Linked DNA regions of Macaca mulatta: region 2 is linked to region 1. A link is a contact called in public Hi-C data. All regions are on one chromosome and are shown on one strand. The core of a region is the stretch at or near the end of the contact, and the rest is flanking DNA. Distances in the headings are between cores, read along the strand shown.

Evidence for each region. A called contact is a pair of places that touch in the nucleus more often than the background predicts.
Region 2: a contact with region 1 is called in a Hi-C map of fetal cortical plate, with 1.8 times the contacts expected there. The contact joins the promoter of TRPC4AP here to the promoter of GGT7 in region 1. A contact is called at or near these places in 2 of 14 Hi-C or Micro-C datasets (fetal cortex germinal zone and fetal cortical plate).

The regions. Positions count from the first base shown.
Region 1 is chr10:87,665,558-87,670,528 of T2T-MMU8v2.0, forward strand. GGT7 (gamma-glutamyltransferase 7) reads right to left here and starts at 2,400. Exons shown (of 15, transcript NM_001267003.1): 1 at 2,198-2,400. The coding sequence starts at 2,366. It also overlaps a transcript of ACSS2 not described here.
Region 2 is chr10:87,882,913-87,887,883 of T2T-MMU8v2.0, forward strand. It overlaps TRPC4AP (transient receptor potential cation channel subfamily C member 4 associated protein), which reads right to left and starts at 2,522. Exons shown (of 20, transcript XM_015149151.3): 1 at 2,141-2,522; 2 at 2,098-2,138. The coding sequence starts at 2,507.

The DNA of each region.
Region 1 (4,971 bases), core at 1,150-3,649:
AGCTACCACGCCCAGCTGGTGTATTTTTTTTTTTTTTTTTTTTTTGAGACTGAGTCTCACTCTGTCGCCCAGGCTGGAGTGCAGTGGCATGATCTCAGCTCACTGTAACCTCTGCCTCCCCGGTTCGAGTGATTCTCCTGCCTCAGCCTCCCGAGTAGCTAGGATTACAGGCACCCGCCACCATGCCCAGCTAATTTTTGTATTTTTAGTAGAGATGGGTTTTCACCATGTTGGCCAGGCTGGTCTTGAACTCCTGACCTCAAGTGATCCACCCGCCTCAGGCATGAGCCACTGCGCCTGGCCTAGGGAAAAGTTCTTGATGCTGGAGAAAGGAGAGTGAACAAAACAATCATGATCCCTGCCCTCATGGGGCTTACAGACAAGGAGTAATCAGATAATTGCACAAATAGGCTGGGCGCCTATTTGTGCCCGTAATCCCAGCCTGTAATCCCAGCACTTTGGGAGGTGGAGGCAGGAGGATCACGAGGTCAGGAGATCGAGACCATCCTGGCTTACACGGTGAAACCCCGTCTCTACTAAAAATACAAAAAATTAGCTGGGCGCGGTGGCGAGCGCCTGTAGTCCCAGCTACTTGGGAGGCTGAGGCAGGAGAATGGCGTGAACCCGGGAGGTGGAGCTTGCAGCGAGCTGAGATCGTGCCACTGCACTCCAGCCTGAGTGACAGAGTGAGACTCTGTCTCAAAAAAAAAAAAAAAAGATAACTGCACAAATAATCACAGATTTTGGTAAATGCTAAGACACTTACAAAGGGCCAGAAGAAAACATGTCAGGCAGTTCCAATCTCTAGGTCAAAAGAGACAGGCATTCTCTGTTGAGCTGGAAGAGGAAACTAAGGCCCAGGACAGGGTAGGTGTGCCCATTGTCGCTCAGTGAGTCAGGGCTGTACTAGGACCAGAAGCCTCACTCCTGACTACTGAATAAAAGGCCTAGCTTCAGGCTGATATCCATCACCACACATCTTCCCACTCCTCTCCCTGCTACCTCCTGATTCCACTCCCTTTGGAAAATAAGTTTTGATCTGCAGCCCTGACATTTGATGCCCATAAACCTCTCAACCCCATCCTCATTATCTCCTCACCCCCACCCCATATAGAGTGCAGTCCAGTCAGGTTGGCAAGGGCTGCTGGTGAGGGCCAGATGACCAGAAAGTGTAGAGGAGAAGAGAATTTGGGGCTCTCAGACTGGGAGCAGCTAGGGAAGGGCCAGGCCGGAAAAGCAGCATCTGCCAGGCTGGGAAGAGACAAGGCACAAGTGCAGGCACTGCGAGGAAGCGCGAGTGAGGTAGAAGGATGCTCTAATGCCAGGAAGTGACGTGCAGGGACAGAGGGATGGGGGATGAAGGATGAAGAATGGAGGAGAGGATGGAGCTGGGCCACATGGCTAGGAGGAAGAGCAGCACGGAAGGAATGCACAGAGAGCTCTTTGCCCCCAGGTTCTTCCAATCCCTGTCTCCTCCCTCTCTACTCCCACTTCTCACAATTCCAGCAGAGGGCTGAGGGGAACACAGTAAAATTCTGGAGACTGCTTCCTAGCGAGCAGAGTACCTTACTAATACCCCGGCCAGATCCATGGCTTGGGGAGAGGTGGGGTAATCCACAGGACAGTGAAGGCGTTCTAGTCCCCAAGGACTTTGAGAGGTCATGCAGTCCATGCCTCAGTCTCCCAATACCCAGCAGAGGGGAATCATATTCTCTTTACCCCTCCCTACACATGAAGAGATTCTCCGCTTCTCTCAGACCCTCTGCTTCCCACAATCCCTGGCTGTGGGGAACTTCTCTTAAGGCATAGATTGGATCCCTCTTGCTGCAGTCTCTGACTTGGTTTCTCGTATCCTGTCCTCTGTGGCTAGAGAAAGGCCTCTTCTGGGTGATCACAGAGGTTCCTTAGGATCTCCCCTCCAACATTCCTTCATCCTTAGTTGGTTCTTCCCAGAAGGTAAGCCCAATCCCTTCTACTGCAGTCCCTAGCACACTCCCCGTTGTCGCATCCTACGCCTCCAAGGCAGAAATGCACCCCTTCCCCACCAAATAATTAACAGAGACAAGGGAGAAGAATGGAGAGGTCCAAGAAGATGGGAATGAATTAAGGAGATGGAGCTGGAGGTGGATGCTCTACACAGAAGAAGGAAGACCGGGACTTCCCAAGGCAGGGCAGGGACGGGGCCAGCGGGCCTCACCGGTGTCGGGGTCTCCCAGAAAGGCGTCCTCGTCCTTGCGGCCCCTCAGCGGGGCCGCGGGCGCCGGCTCGTCCTCGGGCAGCCGCGGGAAGCTGGTGATGCTCATGTAGTCCACTGGCGAGTAGGCGCCCAGGGCGCTCTCCTGACTGGCCTCGTTCTCCGCCGCCATCCTCGCCCGCGCCCCCCAGCAGCGCAGCGCCTGCCGGAAGTGGCTGCGGTGAGGGAGTGGGAGGGCGGAGGGCGGGGCCTGAGCTTCGGGACAGCCGGGAGGGGGCGCCTCACCCCGCCCTTGGCTGTGTCCCGGGCTGACTCGCCCCCGCCTGCTCAGCGCTGTCAGCCTGCAGCTGGCACGCAGGTGCGCGTAGATGGAGAGCCAGGAAGGCAGCGCAGGGTCGAGGGGAGAGCGCGGAGCAAGTGAGACTTCAGTGGCTCTGCACTTTACGCAGCTCAGGGACCAAACCCGTTCCTCCTTCCAGTCTGAATCCAGCTAGTATCCTCCTCAAATCCCGGGCTTCCTTTTCGGACCCCAGACCCTTTCACTGACCGCAAATCCCTCTAGACCCCGATCCTGTCTCTGACCCCAAACTCCTCGGACCCCGGACCCCTCCTTGAACTCCGAGATCCCCCTCCTCCGATTTTAGACTCCTCCTCCGACCTTAGACCTCTTTTTCGACTTCAGACTCTGTCTTCACCCGCAGGCCCTTTTGAAAACCCCAGCCCATACTTCGTCCCCAGGCCTCTTTGACTGCAGACTCCTCTTTGGAGAACAGTTCCCTCCCCTGACCTCAGATCCCTTCCCGTACCCCGACACTTCTGACTCCTCTTTCAACCTCATTCTCAAACTTTAGTGTGTGTTAGGGTCTTTGAAAGCGGATCCCCAGATTCCACTCCAGAGGTCATGATTCAGTAGGCTGGGATGAGGTCCTTGGAACCTGAATATTTACCATCATTTTAAGAGTTTTTGATGTGGTTCTGGAAAGGACACTTTGAGAAAGAAGGAGTGGTGGTAGTGGTGGTAGGGCAGGAATGGGCCAAGGTGGGGAATAGGTCTCCATAGTCTAAATGTCTGGGTTCTATTCTGCTACCGCTCAAACACTGTGTAATCTTGGGCAAGACAATTAATCTCCCTATCAGTTTCCCCATCTGTGAAATGGAAAGAATAATAGTACCCAATTTAGAGGGTTGTCATGAGGATTAAGTAACAGAATGAAAAGCAATTTGTATAGGGCTTGGCACCTACTCAATAAATGGCATCATCATCATCATCATCATCATCATCATCATCATCATCATTGCCTTAATCTGGTAAACTCATTCCCTCCAAACCCATCCATCCTCTCTCCACTTAGAAATTCCAACCACACTACAGCTTGTACTACTTCTCCATATCCAAGGATGAGGGAGGTTCCTTCTCTTACGAGGTCTCTGGTCCAAACTTTCATTGTGAAGTCCACAGGAAGAGAGAGGGGGCTGGTGAAGCCTTTATACACACATTCTTTCTCTTCCCAACCCCAGACCAGTCTCGGATAGCCTGAAGTGCTTGAAAAATCTACTATACGCACAGCAGCTGCAGTAGCAACTATAGACAGGAGGGGGAAGCAGTGTGTCGGGAACAGCTCTGGGGTTTGGTGGTAGGACTTGGGAGAGAGGATAGGAAGGAGAGGGCTACTCAGAGCTGTGTGGTAGGAGTGCCCAGGGAGGGTAACAGTCTATCACCAAAACGTGTACCCATTGTGTGTGCCTCTCCCCACCCCAGAGAGTTTTTATCTCCTCAGTGATGTCTGTAGGGTCTATTACACTACCCTGAGGTCTAATCCCTCCAGTGGGACCTTTCTCCACTCAATGAGGTCTGTGCCTTCTCAGTGATGTCCACTCCCACAGTGTAGCTGGCGGCTCCTCAGTGGGGTTTGAGTCCTCTGGTAGGGTCCATGTCTCCTTAGTAAAATCCATATCCTCTGTATCTCCTAGGGGAAATCCATGTCTCCTCACTAGGGTAAGTGCCCTTCAATACCATTCATGTCCTATTAGCAGGGCCCAGGGCCCTTCAGTCGGATCTGAGAACCCCCAGCAACATCTGTGCTCCCTTAGTGGGGTCCATGTACTGTCAGTGAAGTGTGTGTCCCTTCGGTGCAGTGAATGTCTCCTTGATGAAAGTATCTGACCCCTTGGTGGGGTCCATGTCCACTCCAAGAGGTCTGTACTCCTTCAGCAGGCCCTGAGATTCCCGCCCTCCTCAGGTTTGGGCAGACTCTCGGTCTTCCATGGGAAGATTTTTTTTTTCAGCTTAGGGTGTGCAAGGTTTACAGTCAGCTGGGCAAAGAGCAGGGAAGTAGGTGGGAAGGGAGGCTGGGCTAGATGGGGTCACAAGGATTGTGTAAGCTTCAAGAGGTGGGAGCTGCCTGCTTCAGGCCTCAGAATCACTCTTGCAGTTAGAGATTTAAGAATCCTTCCTGCCTTGACAGCCAGTCTGTGAACTGATGGGTGAGGTGAGTCCTTCTTCATGGTGAGTGCAGGTGAGAGATGGAAGAGGGTCCTGCCTGACTTCTTTCTGGGGTGGAGGGGCTAGAGGGAAGCTAGAGGTAATTAAGCCCAGGTTGTGGTGGTGGTGGTGGGGGTTTCCCTTGGTGAAGTAAAGAGATTGTGAAGGAAAGAAGAGAATGTGGGCTGGGTGCGGTGGCTCATGCCTTTAATCCTAGCACTTTGGGAGCCCAAGGCGGGCAGATCACCTGAGGTCAGGAGTTCAAGATCAGCCTGGACAACATGGTGAAATCCAA
Region 2 (4,971 bases), core at 1,272-3,771, 220 kb after region 1:
CTGACCTCGTGATCCGCCCATCTCGGCCTCCCAAAGTGCTGGGATTACAGGCGTGAGCCACCGCGCCCGGCCAGACTGGTCTTAAACTCCTGACCTCAGATGATCCATCCGCCTCGACCTCCCAAAGTACTAGGATTACAGGCATGAGCCACTGTGCCCCGCCTCTGGAGAGCTTTTCTGGGCTCCTCCCATTCTAAGTCATTCGGCACTGGACACAAATTAAGGTGCCTAAATTGCCTCATTTATTATGCTAAAGAACTTCTGTGGCTCCCTATTACTCTCAGAACACTGATTATCAGGAGGGGTGTTTAGGAACATATCACCTAGCCTTCCTGAGCCTCAGTTTCCTCATCCATATTAACAAATGAGTCTTGAAGCATAACTCAAAAGCTTGAGCATTAAATAAAGATAACATATGCCTTGCACCATACTCGTTCTAAAGTTATGTGCTCACTAAAAGTTAGTCCTCTTTCTGCCTGCCTCTACACACCCAGCTCAGTAAGGTATCTTAGCCTAAGAAGGAAAGACCAAGTATTTCTAGGAATTTTTTTTTTTTTAAGACAGGGTCTCACTCCATCAATCTCCGTCTCCCAGGCTCAGGTAATCCTCCCACCTCATCCTCCCACAGGCACGCACCACCCCACACCCGGCTAATTTTTTTGTAGACAGGATTTTGCCGTGTTGCTTGGGCTGGTCTCGAATTCCTGGACTCAAGCGATCTGCCTGCCTGGGCCTCCCAAAGTGCTGGGATTACAGGGTCTTAAGTCAGGTAGAGACCACCACAAGGCGGAAAAAGGCTGCTCATCTATGGTTGTGTGATGGCCACGCAAACATCTCTCACTCACTGCTCCTTTCGTCCACCATCCTCCATACACACAGACCACCTAGCCTTTATTTTATTATATCCTTTTCGTCACTTGAGGAAGTGATATTTAAATAACATTTAAATAAAGTTATACTGTGAAAAGTCTCACTCCCATTTTCTCCCCCTTTAGCCCAATTCCCACCTCACTCCCACCAACCACTTTACTAGTTTGAGTATCCTTCAAACTTCCTTTACGAAAAAGCTGTCTTTAAATAAAACTACTGTTTTACAGGTGTTAGCAAGGTTTGGGGTGGGGGAGGGTGGAAGAAGTAGGAGACTAGGTCCTATTCAACCTGGTTTACCCTAAAGCAGTGTCCTTCGCTCACTCAAAAATAACAATAATCATATGTTGGGCACCTGTTATAAATCAGATGCTTAATATTAACTACCTTCAGCCCTTACTATGCACCAGAAATGCACCAACGCTTTACACAGTTACCCCTTTTGATCTCCACAACAATCTTAAAACGTAGGTTACTAATTCTCATCTTCATCTTGCAAGTGAGGAAACTGAGGCACAGAAAGGTCATCTGCCCAAGCAAGAGAGAGGAGCAGGGCTTTGAACCCAGGCCTGACTCCAGAGTCCCTCTTAACCATGACGCTCTGCATTGGCAAACCAGATACAGTCTGTGCACCCGCTGGAACTCGGCCTAATGTGGGAGACAGGCGAGAAAAAGGCAGACAACAAAGAAATACGAAATTATAGACTAAGAAAGTAATGTAAACGAAATAAATTCGCAGCTGTGACAGAGTAACAATGGGGACCTACTTTAGAAAGGGGAAGGAGTGTCAAGAAAAGGCCTGAGAAAATGACATTTATGAAACGCTTGGGAACCATTTGGGGGCTGCAATGATGACCCCCTCCCCCACGCCCAATACACTGGGGAGAAACTCGAGGGCCATAGAGGCTAAAACAAACTCGCCAGGGTCCCCCAGACGTGTAGACGTGGCGCAAGGAAGGGAGGATCCAGAAACTGGGCCCAGCGTTCGTACACGCCATCAGTGCCCACAGCAGCCCAGCCCCGCTCGGCCCCTGACAAGGGACAGCAAGCCAGCTGCTTCATACGGCCCCGCTGCGGCTGAGAGCGTCCGGGCAGCTCACAAGGAGGCCTTGCGGCCAGCCAAAAGAGGTCTGGCCCGTCCAGCGGCGGCCTGGAAAGGCCTCTTCCCCGGCACCCCGCCAGCTCCCGCCTGGTCCGCCCCGCCCCGCCCCTCCTGGTCCAGCCTCGTACCTGCACCGCCCGGACCAGGCCCCGGCCGGTCAGCTGGCCCTGCCGCAGCTGCAGCAGAATGTTACTGGGCCGCGGCCGGCCGCCCCATCCGCCCCAAGCCGCCACTGTGGCTGCCGACCGTCGCCCACGGCCGGCTCCGGACCCAGCCGCTGCCGGCGCCGCCGCCATGTCTCCTCGTCGGACAAACAGGAAGCAAGCGGCCTCGGGGCCGCGGAGATTTCTACGGGGCGGCGGAGGGGTCGCCGCAGCGCCCCCAGTGGGCTGTCGGGGGAGGCGCAAGCCGCGTGGCAGGGACAGTGGGCGGCGTAGAGGCTGCTGGGAAATGTAGTCCTGCGCGGCCGCACGGCAGGTGGGAAAAGAGATGTGGCCTTTCCTGCACTGCCGGTTTCTCTGGCCCCCGGGCCCAGCATTTCGGCGAAATCTCCCGAGGTCTGAGACCAGTCCCTGCGTGCGCACTCTCCCATTTCTCTCGCCGGTTTGGGGAGGATGCAGGCAGCTGGCCAAGAAATGATCCTGGGCTTCGGGTCAGGAGTCAGGCCCTCGAGTCCGCTTCCTGCCTGCTTCTCTCTACACGTGACTCGCTGCGGACGTCGACCAAGTCATCGCACTCTGCCCCTGCGCCTGTGTCCTCGTCAGGTCACTCCATCTATAGATCCTGGGAGCCTGATCAATCAGTAGTTCCTGGGGCTTTCTCTGCGCCTGACACCCAACCATGTCTGGGGGAAAGGGAGGGTGTCTGGGATACAGCAGTGAGCAGAAAGGCCTAGGACCCTTTATCACGAGATGCAGGTTACAGGGGAAGACAGCAGATCCATACACAAAGAAACGCAGTCTCAAACTGGATAAGTTGTGTAACTGGATAGGTTGTTGTGAAATTAAATAATGGAAGGGAAAGGGATTAGTAAATTGTGACATCACATTCTCTGTCAGGTGAAAACCCTGTCCTAATTTCTATCCACTAGATAGCATGTTGTCTCTACTATGAGCCCAAATACTCATTTTTTCAGCTAACTTCTGTGGCAGGATGGCAATGACTCCCCCCACCCAACACACCCACACTTTTTCCCTTCCTAGCAGGGGGCTTGTAATAAAAATGAAAGAGGAGAGCTAAGTGTGATATAAGAGGGAATGGTGAAGAGTGTGACTCATAACTAAGATGACTGTAACTTACTACTCAAACCAGAACACTTTAAAGAATGAAAAGACACAATAAATAATTACACTGGGACAGTAGGCATAAAAGGGACTCTCCCAGGTGAACTGGCACTATGGTTACCATCCTCACACCCCATCTAAAAGGAGTGGACTCACCATCCATCTTCATAGAACTAGAAAAAAAAATCCTAAAATTCATATGGAACCAAAAAAGAGCCTGCATATTCAAAGCAAGACTAAGCAAAAATAATAATTCTGGAGGCATCACATTACCTGACTTCAAACTATACTGTAAGGCCATAGTCACCCACACAGCATGGTACTGGTATAAAAATAGGCACATAGACCAATGGAACAGAATAGAGAATACAGAATAAAGCCAAATACTTATAGCCAACCAATCTTCGATAAAGCAAATAAAAACAAAGTGGAGAAAGGACATCCTATTCAACAACTGGTGATAACTGGCAAACCACATGTAGAAGAATGAAACTGGATCCTCATGTCTCACCTTATTCAAAAAGAAACTCAGCTGGGCGTAGTGGCTCACACCTGTAATCCCAGCACTTTGGGAGGCTAAGGTGGGCAGATCACTTGAGGTCAGGAGTTCGAGACCAGCCTGGCCATCATGGTGAAACTCCATCTCTAATAAAATACAAAAATTAGCTGGGTGTAGTAGTGGGTGCCTGTAATCTCAACTACTTGGGAGGCTGACGCAGGAGAATCACTTGAACCCAAGAGGCAGAGGGTGCAGTGAGCCAAGATCATGCCACTGCACTCCAGCCTGGGCAACAGAGACTGTCTCAAATAATAATAATAATAATAAACTCAAGATGAATCAAGGACTTAAATCTAAGACCTGAGACCATACAAATTCTAGAAGATAACATCGGAAAAACCCTTCTAGACTTTGGCTTCAGCGAATACTTCATGACCAAGAACCCAAAAGGAAATGCAACAAAAACAAAGATAAATAGATGAGACTTAATTAAACTAAAAAGTAAAAAGAAACAATCAGCAGAGTAAACAGACAACCCACAGAATGGGAGAAAATCTCCTCAATCTATATATCCACCAGAGGACTAATATCCAGAATCTACAAGGAACTCAAACAAATCAGCAAGAAAAAACAAACAATCTCATCAAAAAGTGGTCTAAGGGCACGAACAGACAATTCTCAAAAGAAGATATACAAATGGCCAACAAACATATGAAAAAATGCTCAACATCACTAATTATCAGGGAAATGCAAATCAAAACCACAATGCCATACCACCCTACTCCTGCAAGAATGACCATAATAAAAAAAAAAAAAATAGAAGTCAGTGTGGATGTGGTGAAAAGGGAACACTTATACTTCTGGTAGGAATATAAACTAGTACAACCACTGTGGAAAACAATATGGAGATTTGTTAAGGAACTAAAAGTAGAACTACCATTTGATTCCAGCAAGCCCACTAATGGTTATCTACCCAGAGGAAAATAAGTAATTAAATGGAAAAGATACTTGCACATGCATGTTTACAGCAGCACAATTCGCAATTGCAAAAATATGAAACCAGCCCAAATGCCCATCAATCAATGAGTGGATAAAGAAATTGTGGTATGTATACACCATGGAATACTACTCAGCCATAAAAAGGAACAAAATAATGGCATTTGTAGCAACCTGGAGACCATTATTATTATTATTATTATTATTATTATTATTATTATTAT